2 separate regions of the Mus musculus genome follow, and region 2 is linked to region 1. Evidence: chromatin contacts called from public Hi-C data. All regions are on one chromosome and are shown on one strand. The core of a region is the stretch at or near the end of the contact, and the rest is flanking DNA. Distances in the headings are between cores, read along the strand shown.

Evidence for each region. Hi-C and Micro-C count contacts between places; a contact is called where the count stands out from the background.
Region 2: a Hi-C map of myocytes shows a contact between it and region 1, with 3 times the contacts expected there. The contact joins two enhancer-like sites.

What each region holds. Positions count from the first base shown.
Region 1 is chr2:163,249,651-163,255,957 of GRCm38.p6, reverse strand. All of the region lies in intron 2 of Tox2 (TOX high mobility group box family member 2), which reads right to left. Among named protein-coding and RNA genes, the nearest start is that of Tox2, 50 kb to the right of the region's middle. Within about 2 kb of position 2,072, at least 84 of the 459 cell types and tissues checked have an H3K27ac peak or open chromatin away from gene starts, as enhancers often do. A contact at or near this core is called in myocytes, where this site is marked.
Region 2 is chr2:163,812,312-163,819,026 of GRCm38.p6, reverse strand. No RefSeq gene overlaps it. Among named protein-coding and RNA genes, the nearest start is that of Ccn5, 5.2 kb to the left of the region's middle. Within about 2 kb of position 4,051, at least 69 of the 459 cell types and tissues checked have an H3K27ac peak or open chromatin away from gene starts, as enhancers often do. A contact at or near this core is called in myocytes, where this site is marked.

The DNA of each region.
Region 1 (6,307 bases), core at 823-3,322:
GCTCTCTAGTTCCCCAACTTCCCAGTCCTACAAGCCAACTTCCTCACACCAAGCTAGGTGCCCATAGGTGTTTATAAACATAGATTTTGCCATGAAGCAAAAAGATGTATTTCTGCAGCCTGGGGCACTATTCTGGCTAAAGGGTCTCAGAGTTGAACTTCTGTTTACCCCGAACATAAGCTTTGATAAGTCACCATGCCACAGTCCTAGCAAAAACATCCATAAAAGAGGAGCAAACACTCCCCTGCCTCCCTCACTGCTGCTCATGTCGAAACTGTAAATTAGCTTTCTCTGAGGAGAGGGCTCACTGTGGGCACACAGTTACCCCACTTTGCTTTGTGGGTCTCTTTAACTACTCTACAAGCTAGATATTAACACTCCCATTTTACAGTAGAAAGTGAGACCAAGAGAGGTCAATGAATCCAGTCACGGTCACATGTGCAGAACTGGGAAGCCACCGGAGCACAAGGGATAGACTGCCCACCAGGCTCTACCCTTCCTGAGGAACTGACAGGAAGGTAAGGCCAGGCCTGGCTGAGGCACAACCTCACTCCTGGGCCTTCCTTCCCATCAGAGCCTCAGACTTGGAACGTATGGAAGGCAGAACCACTATAAGTGCCCTTGTGAGCTGCGATCACGTGGCAGAGGATGCTGGGTAGGAAGGGATTCGTATCTCCAATGGGCTAGAAAAGATCAGGAGGCATCCTTCACTAGGTTTGTGATTTTTCTAGGGACTTTCTTGGCACATTTGAAAGCAAGATAATTTCACGAAAATCTTTCTAATTTCAACGCCTACCCTAATCTGATTTTCACCGAGTAAGTGCGCTCCCTTGGCTCATCTTTCTGATGCCTGATCCGGACACATCCGGGGCAGACGCAACCTCAGCAGCATGGGAACCTGACTAACACTTCTCTAGCTACTGTGCGCTGTGTGCCAGACACAGGAATATGCTCTCTGGGTACCAATGCATCTTAGTTACTCTTACCCACATCCCTCTGAGGGATGTCTTAAAGATGCCATGGAGTCTTGGAAGAGCTGGTTACATTTTCAAAGCCCACACTTTTCATGTTAGCACCCCGATGAGCCCGTCTCACCGACATTTCCTTACTGCAGTCTCAGTTGATTTGACAATAGTCTCAAAGCCACTGACTGATGACCTCATCTCCGGGTCTCTTCTGAATTGGTGTGACTTAACCAGATAGCAAAGGACTCGCTAGCAGTATGGGCAGACATTGTCCCTTCTGGGTATTCCTGGGCACGTGGTAGAGGAGGAAAATATCCAGGTGACAAGAGATAACCTGGAAAGTTCCTCAGAGGTGCCCACTCACAGATATAGAAGATTAGGGAGAGAGCAAACCACCCACCCCATGGCACAGAGCGAGAGGCTACACAGACACTAGATTCAGGCTCCCGAGCCTTCAGAAGCTTAGAGCCCAATGCCATTCTAGGTGGTCGCTATGTGTGGCCATGTTTCTCTTGTTCATAGGGTAAGCTCGCACACTGCAATGAGCACATACGTAAATCCAGGGGCTCTTTGACTCTCCTCCAGTATAAAGCCAAGCCCTACAGGGCATAGTCATTTTGAGATGGGCTGGGAGAGGGGGAGGGGCTCCATTTTTATGAAAACCCTTGAAATTACATTACCAACACACTGCCAGCCCCTCCCCCACCCCACCCCACCTCCTCTTATCGTTCCCACCCCATTTTGAAAGGGTGAATGTTCCCTGGGATTCAATTTTGCTCATAATAGTTGGAAGGAAACAAACTATAGGCTGTAAACACTGACTGCATTGTATGAGAAATACCTTTATGATGGGGAGCTGAGATGAATACCGCCCAAGTTCCTCCACTAAGCACGTCCCCTAATGTCTCCTATCGAAACATCTCACACAGGCAGGAATCTAGAGCTTTAACGTAAATGTATTTTTAGCCACCAGAATGCAAAATTAAGACTGGAGAGATGTAAGCACCAGCTCTCTGCAGTTTTCTTCAGTGAAGCCTGGGAGACTCGTGCATTTTTCTGAGCCCGTGCTTCGGAAGGGTGTGTGCACATCAGCTCCCCGTGACACACTCCATTTTCTCCCTGTACATAGGGTGGGGTTTTATTTCCTCCCTGCATTTTACTCTCCAGCTGGGAGATGACATTAAATTTCATCAGATCCAAAGCAAATCTATGGTCTTGAAGCCGTTTTTTTTCTCCTTTCAGGCCCCTCATATTTATTCAGAATTCATGAATCATGTTCCAATAACACAGCCGTAATTATTTTTAAAGTGTGATGCTTGTGGCTTCAACAGGAAATGGTTGCAAAAGCCCTTTTCTCTTTGATTGTTTGTAATCTCGGGCGTAATCGCTGCCGTTGCCTTCTCAGCACCGCAGCGGGCGAAACACAATTTCATTTTAATCTGAATCTCGAGCCTTCACCCCAGTTTTAATTAAAGCAATAAGAGCCATGTCATCTTTGCCCTTTGCAATGTACACAGACTCGGAAGCCAGAGTGACTAAGCGTACAGCCTCAGATTTCAACCCTGGCGGCAAGGCCTCCTGCCTACCCACCCGTACATTTACTGGGAAGTGGTTTGGTTTCACAAAACCTCAACCACTGAGGCGTTTTCCTCACCTGTTAGATGGGGGACAGCTGTGCCTAACTAACGAAGGCTGTGTGGTGTGAAGCAGACCTTTGACTCCAGTGCCTAAGCCCTGGGAAGCTCACAGCAAATGTTAAAGCCCATCAATTATTTTTAATTTAGTGTGTGTGAATATTTTGCTGTCACGTATGGCTTTACACCACATGCGTGCCTGGTGCCCTTGTCATAAGAAGGCAAGGACATCAAATCCCCTGCAACTGGAGTTACAGATGGTTGTGAGCCGCCTCATAGGTGCTGGGACTTGAACCCGAGATCCTCAGCAAGAGCAACCAAGGGTTTTTAACTGCCAAGTCATTTCTCTACTCCATTTTGTGTGCGTAGCAGGGAGGGGACAAATGCAACACCCTCTCCTGATTATTAATGGGGAAACTGAGGCTCAGCAAGAAAACAATATAGGCAAAGGGAACTGAATGAGGCAAAAACTTGAGATCCAAGTTTCTGCCTTTTTCCCTATTCTGGGCATCCACCACTGCCCCCTACTGGAAGGAGGCTTCCAATAAAAAGCTATGAGGACCAGTCTACACTCTCCACAACAATGTATAAAATGTGTTTTCCTGAAGGACTTTGAGGGAATGTGCGTCATCAAGCCTTGGGATTTGTTGTCAGCCAGATAGATGAAAAAAAAAAAAATAGCAGCTTTAGTTTTTCTTTTGTGTATTTTCTTTCGGTAAATGGTTGGCTCGGATCTCCTTCCCTTCTCCACTGTGGGTTTGAATTGATTTCTCGTAAGTCTTATGTACTAAGGAAGTTGGTCCTCAACTTCGAGTATCCGTGCCCAGTTTCCCACCTGCATCTCCTCTCTGGTGTTCTGGTATTGCAAACGCCATTTCAAGTTAGGGTGTGGTCTAGTTTTTAAACCTTTTCTTCTAAAGCTTCCACTAGAAGCATCTTCCTGCCAACAGGAACGTGTAGTAAAGGTACACTTATTGGTTCACTTCTGATTTCTCAGCCCATTTAAAGCTTTAATTGATTAGAAACCTTGCCTTTAATTTTTTTTAAAGACACTTTTGTGTCGCCCAGGCTGACCTTGAACTCGCTATTCAGCTGACTACGACCTTGAACGTAGAATCCTCTTGCCTCTATCTCTAGAGTTCTGTGCTGCTCTGCCCGATTTTAATTTTATCATCTCTGGACAGGAAAGGGGCTGTGGATCCAACACCATCTTTCCCTAACCTTCTGTCCTTAGAACACTCTGCCTGTGGCTTCTAAGGCTCTATGGAAGGACATAGAAAGATTCTATGTCAAAACAGAACAAAAAAATGGCAGGGGGATCATTACTTGGCGCTCTCTTATCTTACGTTTCATTTATCCTCCCAGGGCTTTGATCCACAAGCCCAGAAGTCACAATTTTACATAATGGCTCCTGACTTGGACAGCCATCTAACTGCTTTTAAATGGGCCTCTCAAATGTCAAATGACCAAGTCCCATCTCATCAAGCCTGCCCTTCCCCAAAGCAGAAGATGGCACAGCCACACTACATTCTGGGAGTTGCCCATCTCTCTTCCTCCCTTCTTTCTCTACATCTAGTAGTCTCAAAATCAGATAGCTTGATTTACAAAATCACATCTCAGACCACCTACGTGTCTCCATTTCTTCTGCCTGTAGTATAATCTTGGATCCTTCATTTGCCTAAAGCATACCCAACCTCAATCTCCCTGTGTCCACTCCTGCTACTGAGAGCTTTAGCAAACCTCATGTCATCAGTCTCAACCCATTTGTCTGCCCCCCAACCCCTTCTCAGACGCATGTATACACATACGCGTGCATGCGTGAGCACTCGAGCGCGCACACAAAATTTTAGGAAAAACCCTGAAAACGTTTGTATAAATCTTATTCACAGCCATAAAATCAGAAAACTACCCACAGTCAGAAAGGCACCATGACACACTAGCATTTGCAGTACCTGGAAGGGACAGACATTATTTGTTGGGCCAAGATGTCTAGGGGATTCCCACAGAGGAAGCGATGTTTGCATTGATACAGAGTTGACCAGATGCGCATCTTGTGTAACCAGAACATTATTTACAGGAATAAGACAATAGAAATAAGTCATGGCTGGTTTCTCTGAACACTGGTGTTTTGCGTAGGCTCTTAGTTTAGATTTACCCAAAATCAGCCTGAGATGAGACTTCTCTGAGAGATTCAGTACAGAAAGGAGCTTAGAGGATAAGAAAAAGAGCAGGTTGCAGCCTGGCCCAGGACTCAGCCTCCGTGGGAGTTACATGGGTGCGGGGGCGGTGTGTGTGTGTGCCATCTGCAGTGACCCATTTGTCAGAGGCCAATTTTCTAGATAAGTCAGTGGTGAACGGCCACCGCAGCTGGACCTGGATACCTTAGACTGTTGAAGGGACTCTGATACGGTGTCAACAGAACCCATATCCCTGTCTCATTTGCTTCTCCCAGGATCCCAACAGGCAGGTGTCACTCTTTCTGTTAGGAGGAAGCTAACATCCCTTGCATAGAGAGAGACATCTGGCCCATATTGGGCACAGAAGCGCTAGGAACAGAGTCCAGGTCTGAGAGAGCTCTAGCCTTCTTCCCAGATCACACAGCCTGGATGTACAGATCCCTATAGCTCTGGGACATACAGATCCCTAGAGCTGTGGGTCTGCTCTCAGCCAGGAGAGAACTGATGGCTATTAGGCCGCGTCCTAAGACTGCTGCTTGGAACATATTAGAAGCTCGTGCTTGCTAGAAATGGCTTCCGGCTCAGATCCAGGGTCTCTGAATCACAAGGTGCCCAGTGAACCTTGCTGTTTGGCTGAACCTGGGATGTAAACATACTTACAAGATATATCACATCTTCTAGTTTCTGAGACCTTCATTTTCTCATGCTCACATGGGTTCTACATTAACTGGGGCAGTACAATTCCTACAGCTGATAAGACAACACCTTGTGAAAGAAAGTGTGTGTGTGTGTTCACGCGTGCACATGTGAGTGTGTTCAAATACAGGCTCCAGAGAAAAGAGAGGGAAATTCCTGGCCATCCCTTGCCATTAAAGACAGACCAGAGGCCCAGCATCCTGAGGAGGCTGAGTTAATTCATTAACAAGGTCAGCATAAGCTTCAGATTCTCTGCTTCCCACACAGCCATTTGCAAAAGGGCTGCAGTATTTTACAGTCCCCCTTTCCAAGAGCTGACATCTTGTTCCCATTGCTTGAATCTATACTTGTCCTGTGCCTGGCTTTGGACATCAGAAGGAGCTGGGAGTGGTGACAGACCAGTTCCATGTCTGGGCCTCAAGAGGGTGGAGGACAGCTTCTGGACTTGCTGCTCTGGGAACCTGTCCCTGCCATGTTTATAGCCTCAGGCTAGCCAGTGATGGGGGAGGGCAGGGGCTTGGGGTTTCGGGGAGGAGTTGGGAGGAGAGGGATATGGGGGGAGCCAACTAATACAACCCGAAACGATCTACACACTTGTAGTTTTTAGCCACTGTATTGTGAGGTCCTTATTTTGCAGTAAAAAAGAAAAGATACACTATGAGAAGTTTTCACGGCTACATTTGTTAAGTTGCTGATATTAAATTTGGCTTATGCAACTGGCTAGACTTATTCTCACAGTATTATTATTGTTGTTGTTGTTGTTATTATATGGATTATTGCTGTACTAGGTATATACATTATTATTATTATTATTATTATTACTATTATTATATGG
Region 2 (6,715 bases), core at 2,802-5,301, 560 kb before region 1:
GGGATAGTGATGTTCGTGGCTGCCTTGTACCATGGAGGTACCTTGAAGACAGGTCTCATATACAGAGGGAGGCATAAAAGAAGGAGATTGGAGCCAGGCAAGGGCAAGCATGCATGTCATCCCTGTATCTTTAAGGCTGAGGCAGGAGGATAATGAGTTTAAGTTTAGCTTGAGTTATATAGAAAGACCCTGACTCATAGACAAAAAGGAGAGGATGTATCCCTTATGGTGCCTAGAGCTACATATGTGTCCTGGATACTCCTTATAGATTTAATGTACATAATTAAGGGGGCAATAATATGTCCATATATATACATATGTATTAATATGTAACCAGTGTCTTTAATATGTATATATGTATATAGTCCCATAGACCCTCCTATTTGAGCTGACATGAGTTTGAGTATTCCTGGTTAGTTACTGTTGATGTAAAAACACCATTTTGTTGTTGGTGGTGGTGGTGGTGTCTGCATACCTGGAAGCCATGCTCAGTCCCACTCATTGCTATTCCATACTCCATCCCTGCCTGTTGATTTGTCTAACCTTGTCTCTCTCCTGCTAGAATGGCATCTTTACTGGCCTTGCTGTCTGGCTCCAGGCCTCAGACCACAGCAGCAGTGTCTGCTCTTCTCGCCTTTTCCGGGTCCTTCAGAACATACATAGATGCAGCTTTTGGTTATGAAAAGCTCTGTGAGATTAAAGTTCTTCTTTTCCCTGAAGACCGAGGACCTCATCCAAGAGCCGAGTCTGCTCCAGGCGTCATGAACACTGGGCTATTTTCCTCCCTTGATCCTCTGAGGCAAATATGCTGGCGAGTTCTCTGTGGTTGGTGTTTTCTCTGGGATAAACTTCCTGATAGCGAGGGAATGTGATTATTTTAACCTTGCTGGATTCAGCCAGTATTTTATTTAGTGTCTCCATCTGTTCATAAATGAAATGGGCCTGTAACGTTCTTTCATGGGCTGCCTTATCTAGCTTTTGTAACGGCGGACATTTATCAAATAGCTCACTTGACAGGTTCCCCTCTCTTTCCCCGTCTCCCTTGTAACCTGTACAACATAGGGACTGTCTCCTGCAGTTCAGCAGGGATTTACCATCAGAGCCCTGGAGCTGCTGAGTTGAGGCTGGGAAGGTCTTGACTGCCATCAGATCTGGAAATATAATGCTTCAACTTCAATTCTCCACTAGTCCTTGGGCCGATCTTTTGGCATGTCAGTGTTTGCGTGTCTGTGTGCATGAGAGCAGACTTGCACACCAGGGGGTACAGGTGAGGAGGCCGCAGGTCAAGGTTGAGTTTCCTCCTCTGTGGCTCTCCACCTTTTTTTTGAGACAGGATCTCTCTCTGAACATACAGTTGATGCTTCGCTAGGCCAGGATCCTCCTGTCTCTGCCTTCCAGGTCTGGCATTATAGGTGTGTACTGCCAGACTCAGCGTTATTATATGAGGTTTGAGGATTCAAATTCAGGTTCTCACGCTTGCATCCAGTACCTACAGGGTCATTGTCCCCTCTTTAGGTTCCTTATACCTCTCTAAAAATTGCTTGTTTCCTCAGGTTTTAGGTTTTCAGATGTACAACTATATCACTGGTTCACGGTGGCCTTAAATTACTTAACTTCTAGGTCCAGGTTATTGCTACCATTTTGCTGTTTATTTTCTTTTACCTGGTTGGGAGCGGGATGCTGAGGTTGGAACCCAGGGATGTGGGTAAGTGCTCTGCCCCTGAGACACACATTCCAGCCCTGTCTCTACGTTGTACCTCTGGTCAGCCTGCTCGGGCATGTGTGTCTGCTATTAATTTGGTCTTGTTTTGATGAATTCTTTTGATCTCAAGCTTGTTGATTTGTTCACAGAATCTCCTGTTGCAGACAGCACATTCTGTTTGGCCCTTTGATGCTGACTTTGTCTGCATCTTAAGCAATATTATGTGGATCACAGAAAGGGGAATGGGCTCCCACCCCTCAACTGGAGGCTGCATCTCCATAATGGATGCCTCCCACTACCCTGTCATGATAGGAGGGACAGGTTAGGTCCCTCTGTGGCTTTCCTTCCACATGTTCTGCAGGCTAGGCAGGAATTCAAATATCCTGGCCCTGTGGTCCCAGGTGCTGTGTGACAGGCCCCCAGGGATAACTGTGGACTTAGATGGTTTACCAGTTGGCGGAAGGTTGAGCTGTCAGGGAGCAAGTGGGAAGTGACATACGCTCACAGAAGGGCTGGAGTGTGGTGGTCCCGGGGCACACATCTAGCATAGCACATATGCCTGTGTGAGCTGAGGTCCCAGAGCAAGGGGACGGCAAGAGGATGATACCAAGTATGTAGCTGCTGGCAAGCTGAGGGTCATGGTGGCACATGACAGGGCTTTGGAAACTGTACAGGACTTATTCAAAGCATGTTGGGGAAAGCCTAGCATGCAAGTGTCTAGATGAGTCAGTGTCTAGCCAGTCTTTGCTACTTTGTGGGGTCTTCTTTTCCCACCCTTTACCCTCCTCCCAGTTTCACCCTCTATCATTGGAGGAGAGAGAGAGAGAGAGAGAGAGAGAGAGAGAGAGAGAGAGAGATCCCTGAATCTAATTTCTTTCCTTTCGTCTCTTTAAGCACAACTACTAACAATCCACAACCACCATCCCCTCCCCAAAACAACCAACAACCACTAACGCCATTAGGCCCCAGCATTTATATACCCTCTGAAAAGTGCCCAGAATTCCATATGTCGCACAACCATAGAAACTATCTGCAGCTGGCAAAACCACGCTTCTACTAGAGCACGAGGCAAATCATAGTCACCTGCCGCAGGTTGTCTGAAGCAGCCATAGATCCCCAAACCTGGGATTAAAATGGAAGCACATTCTTGTAATATATGTCTGTGTTTTTAAAGAAGCCAAAAATTCCAGAATTCTCACATGTCAGTGAACTGAAGAAGCCAGGCTCCAATCCTGGCTTTGTCTTTGTGCACCTTTGGGCAAATCCTTTGACTTTCTTGGCCTCAGTTTCCTTATCCATAAAGTGGGTGAAAAGCAATTCCTTGCTTTCCAGCACCTCTAGCCCCAGAGGTCTATGTTTTATACACCTAGAAACCACTTATTTCCAGAAGGAAATCTCTGACCCAGAGAGGGGCTTGGAGGAAGGCCCTCAGCAGAGACCCACAGCACAACTCAGAATTCAGGATACTTTGCTAAGCTGGGACCAGCTGATCAGGGACCAAACCAGTGGGCTAGGTTATTCCTGTTCCACCTGAGAGCTCCTGCCTTTGTCAGAAGACCCCTAGCTCCAAGGAGACACTTCTCTGCTTGGTCCCTACAGGTGCCACTATCTGTCTACTACACCACTCATCTGTCCATTCTTCCACTTATGTCTGTCTGTCTGACCCATCTGTCCATCTATTTGTATATTCATCCACCCATTAATCCATCGATCCATCCATCTTCCATGTATTCATTCTAAAAACCCTGCCTGTACCAGCCATGCCTTGGTGTTAAAGAAGAAGGAAAAACAGGTCCCTGTCCACAGGGAGCCCATGGGGTCAGGGGACAGAGGCCAGCAGAGACAATTTCCACATAGTTAGTAGGGCATGCTAAGGAGGAAGGCAGGGAGACCTGAGCCTGCCTTGGAGGACGAGACACTGAATTTGGAAGCAAGTGTAGTGTCAGCGGGGTGATCTGAGCAGGATGAAGCGAGGCCTGGAGGTGGTGGGGTTGAATCTGGATGGAGCCATGATGGGGGTGGGGAGCTGAGGGGAGCTGCAGCTGTGCAGGCAAGTGTCAACTGGGGATCATGTTGGTAGCTGGGGTGGGAATGATGCCAAGTCCTTGGGCACACTGCGTGGCAGCTTGCAGAGGTAGAAAACTTTCTCCGGCAGTTGTCAGACCCCCCACTCCCGTCCCTGCCTATGTGATGTCAGGTAACTCTGTGAGGCCCAGTCCCCGGTGATGGCATCACAGGTTGTCTCTTTAGCCTCCCAGGACTCTTCTGACTCCTGAGTCATATGTGGTCAGCAAACTGAGGACCATGTAAACATGTGGCCTGGCCTGGACCTAATTGTTCCCATCCCTGCTATGCTGAGGGAGCATTGGCTGGGGAGAGGGCAGGGCTTGGTTAGTAACTGCCCCTGAGGGCTCTGGTCATGGGGTGGCTGAGTCACTGGCCAGTCATCAGCTTGGGCCTTGGGGTCCTTGGTTGGGGGATGGGAGATCCATTTTCTCGCTCATGGCTGCCTCCAGACTCTCTCCACTCAGAACACAGCGCCCCCCCTGAAACTCTCAATGTTTAAAATGGCTTGAGATGTAGCATAGCCCAGGCTGGTCTCAAGATTGCTGTGTAGCTGAGGTGGCCTTAAATGTCTGGTCTGCCCTGTCTCCACCTTTCAAGTGCGGGGATAACAGGATTGAGCTTTCTCACCAAGTTTTTGCAGTGCTGGGAATTGAACCCATGGCTTCCTGTTTGCTAGGCAAGCACGATACTAACTAAGCTACGTCCCAGCCTGGAGAAGTGCTACTCACAAGAGTCCCACACCCTTATGCTCAGGAAGGCAGACAGGCCCAGAGATGGAAGTCACACACTAGTGTTTGTTCCTGTTGATCTCTCCTGTGTGGAGACCCCCAGGGTAGCTGGGTCCACCTCTGTGGGTTCTTAGAGTCTGGGAGGTTAGGAGTCATTTGCAGGCAGCTCTAAGGTCAGGTCTCAGTTGGACTGCCACCCCATCCCCTGAGAAAGTGGCTGCAGGTGCTGTGGGCAGGATGCAAACATTGCAAGAAAGTTAACTGTGGCATGTGTCCCCTTCCCTGAATGCTGTATGCAAATAACTGACCCCTCCTCTGTGTAGAGGCTGAGAAGGCCCTGGACCAGGAGCCCCTAACAAGAAGGCTCAGGCCTACAGCATGCTCAGGGCTCAGAAGTGATGTGTGTTTGTCTGTTCATTCCAGAGCCAGATGAAAACCATGGATGTGGGGTGATCTAGACAGGACCCCCAAAAGAGCAATGAGTAGACCCGAGGGGGTCAGTCTGTTCCTGTTCCTCCAGAGACTGAAAAGGCAAATAGTACCCTAGCCAACTGCTATTGTGACTGGGGACGAGTAATGGCCCCTAAAGTATACATACAGTGCCTCTGCATAGCACTGAACTCCCCAGATGGGATCTAAGCCTGATTCACACTCATAACTTCAGCTTCTCCACAATTTCAGGCCTATTTCTACAGCAAAGACTTTAGGGTCCTTAATAAGAGTCACGGGTGGTTCTGGGCAACCTGAAGTATTAAATCACTTAATTATGTTGATGTGTCCATAAAAGGTACTGTTACCACTGTCCCCAATCCAGAGGTGGGGAGACTGAGGCATCAATAAGTTGCATTAGCCTTACAAAGTTAAGATGGTCAATGGAGACACAATCAGAATCTGAACCCTTTGCCTCCAGAGTCGCCTCTTGTGTGTATCTTCTGAGGGAATGACATCCTTCCAGGAGGATCTAGTAAGGGCCTGGGCCCTCTGTTCAACCTCTGCAGAAGGATGCCCACAGATGATCTGGAGGGGTGCTGTCCCCCTCTCCACTCATTTGACCCTCACTATCCTCTCTCAGGCTGGCCATGAAGGTAAACAGGGCTCAGCTGTAGCCTTTGATGGCTCCTGCCAAGCTGGCACTTGGGGTCCTGAGGATACCCAGGGGATCCCAGCCCAGCAGCTGGGCGACCTCAGGGCCAGCATTTCCGTAAATACCCCAATGAGCCAGCCCTCCCCCCCCCCGAGGTTTGGCAGGCTTTGTGTGGTTTCCTCTGACATGGCCACTTCCACCCACTCTGCCCAGCTAGGCTTCCAGTAATAGTATGTTTTCTCTGGAGTTGGTGATGCTAATGATATGGAGCCCCGGGGACTTCCTTCCACTCCGTTCCCTCCAAGGGGCCTTCTTTTCCTTGAAAAGGCTGAAGCTGTGCTACCCAGTGGCTCAGACACCTTGTGCTATCCAAAGCACACCAGGAGGTGTAGGCCAGACCTGGGGGGCACCCTGAACATCACCCCCATCACAAACCTAGTGGGGAATCAGGCAGACACACTGTATCCATGAGCCTGGGGAGATAGCTAAGTCAGTAGAGCACTGGATACTCCAACCTTAGAGGCTCATTGCCTGTAAAGACTTGGGGGAAGGGGGTGTGGCTCAGTAGTGGGACACTTGCCTGGCCGTATAAGGATCTGGGGCCCACTCTCAACACTGAGGGAGGAAAAGTGCCAACAAGCACGGACTAGATCCAACTGCCTGGCATGAAAGGAGTAAGACAGACCTGGCTGTGGCCTGTCATTCACTCCATCACCTTGATCATACCACGTCACTCCTCTGAGCACAGGTTTCCAAGTGGGTCTGATGTGAGGATTACAGATCTGGGACAGGGCTTTCATGGATGGGGTAAACTAAAGTTCGGGAAGGCCAGCCTGTGCGCCCCACCGCTGCTGCTGACCGAGCTGCGGATGAGCTCATGAACACGGCCAACGCTTCCCCTCTCAACCGCTGAGCCACACACCACTTTCCTCAAATGTGAACGCAGTGTCAAATTGCACAGAAAGCCTCTAGCCTGAGAGTTCTCCAGAGCTCCCAGCCCCACCCGAGAAGAATCTTGGGGCAAGGGCACATTAAACATGGTGGGGTACCCCACTTGTGGGAGGGCAAAGAGGTAAGTCAGTTTTCTGCTTGGTGCTGGCCCCTTCCTGAAGTGACACACCCTGGGGTGCAGGA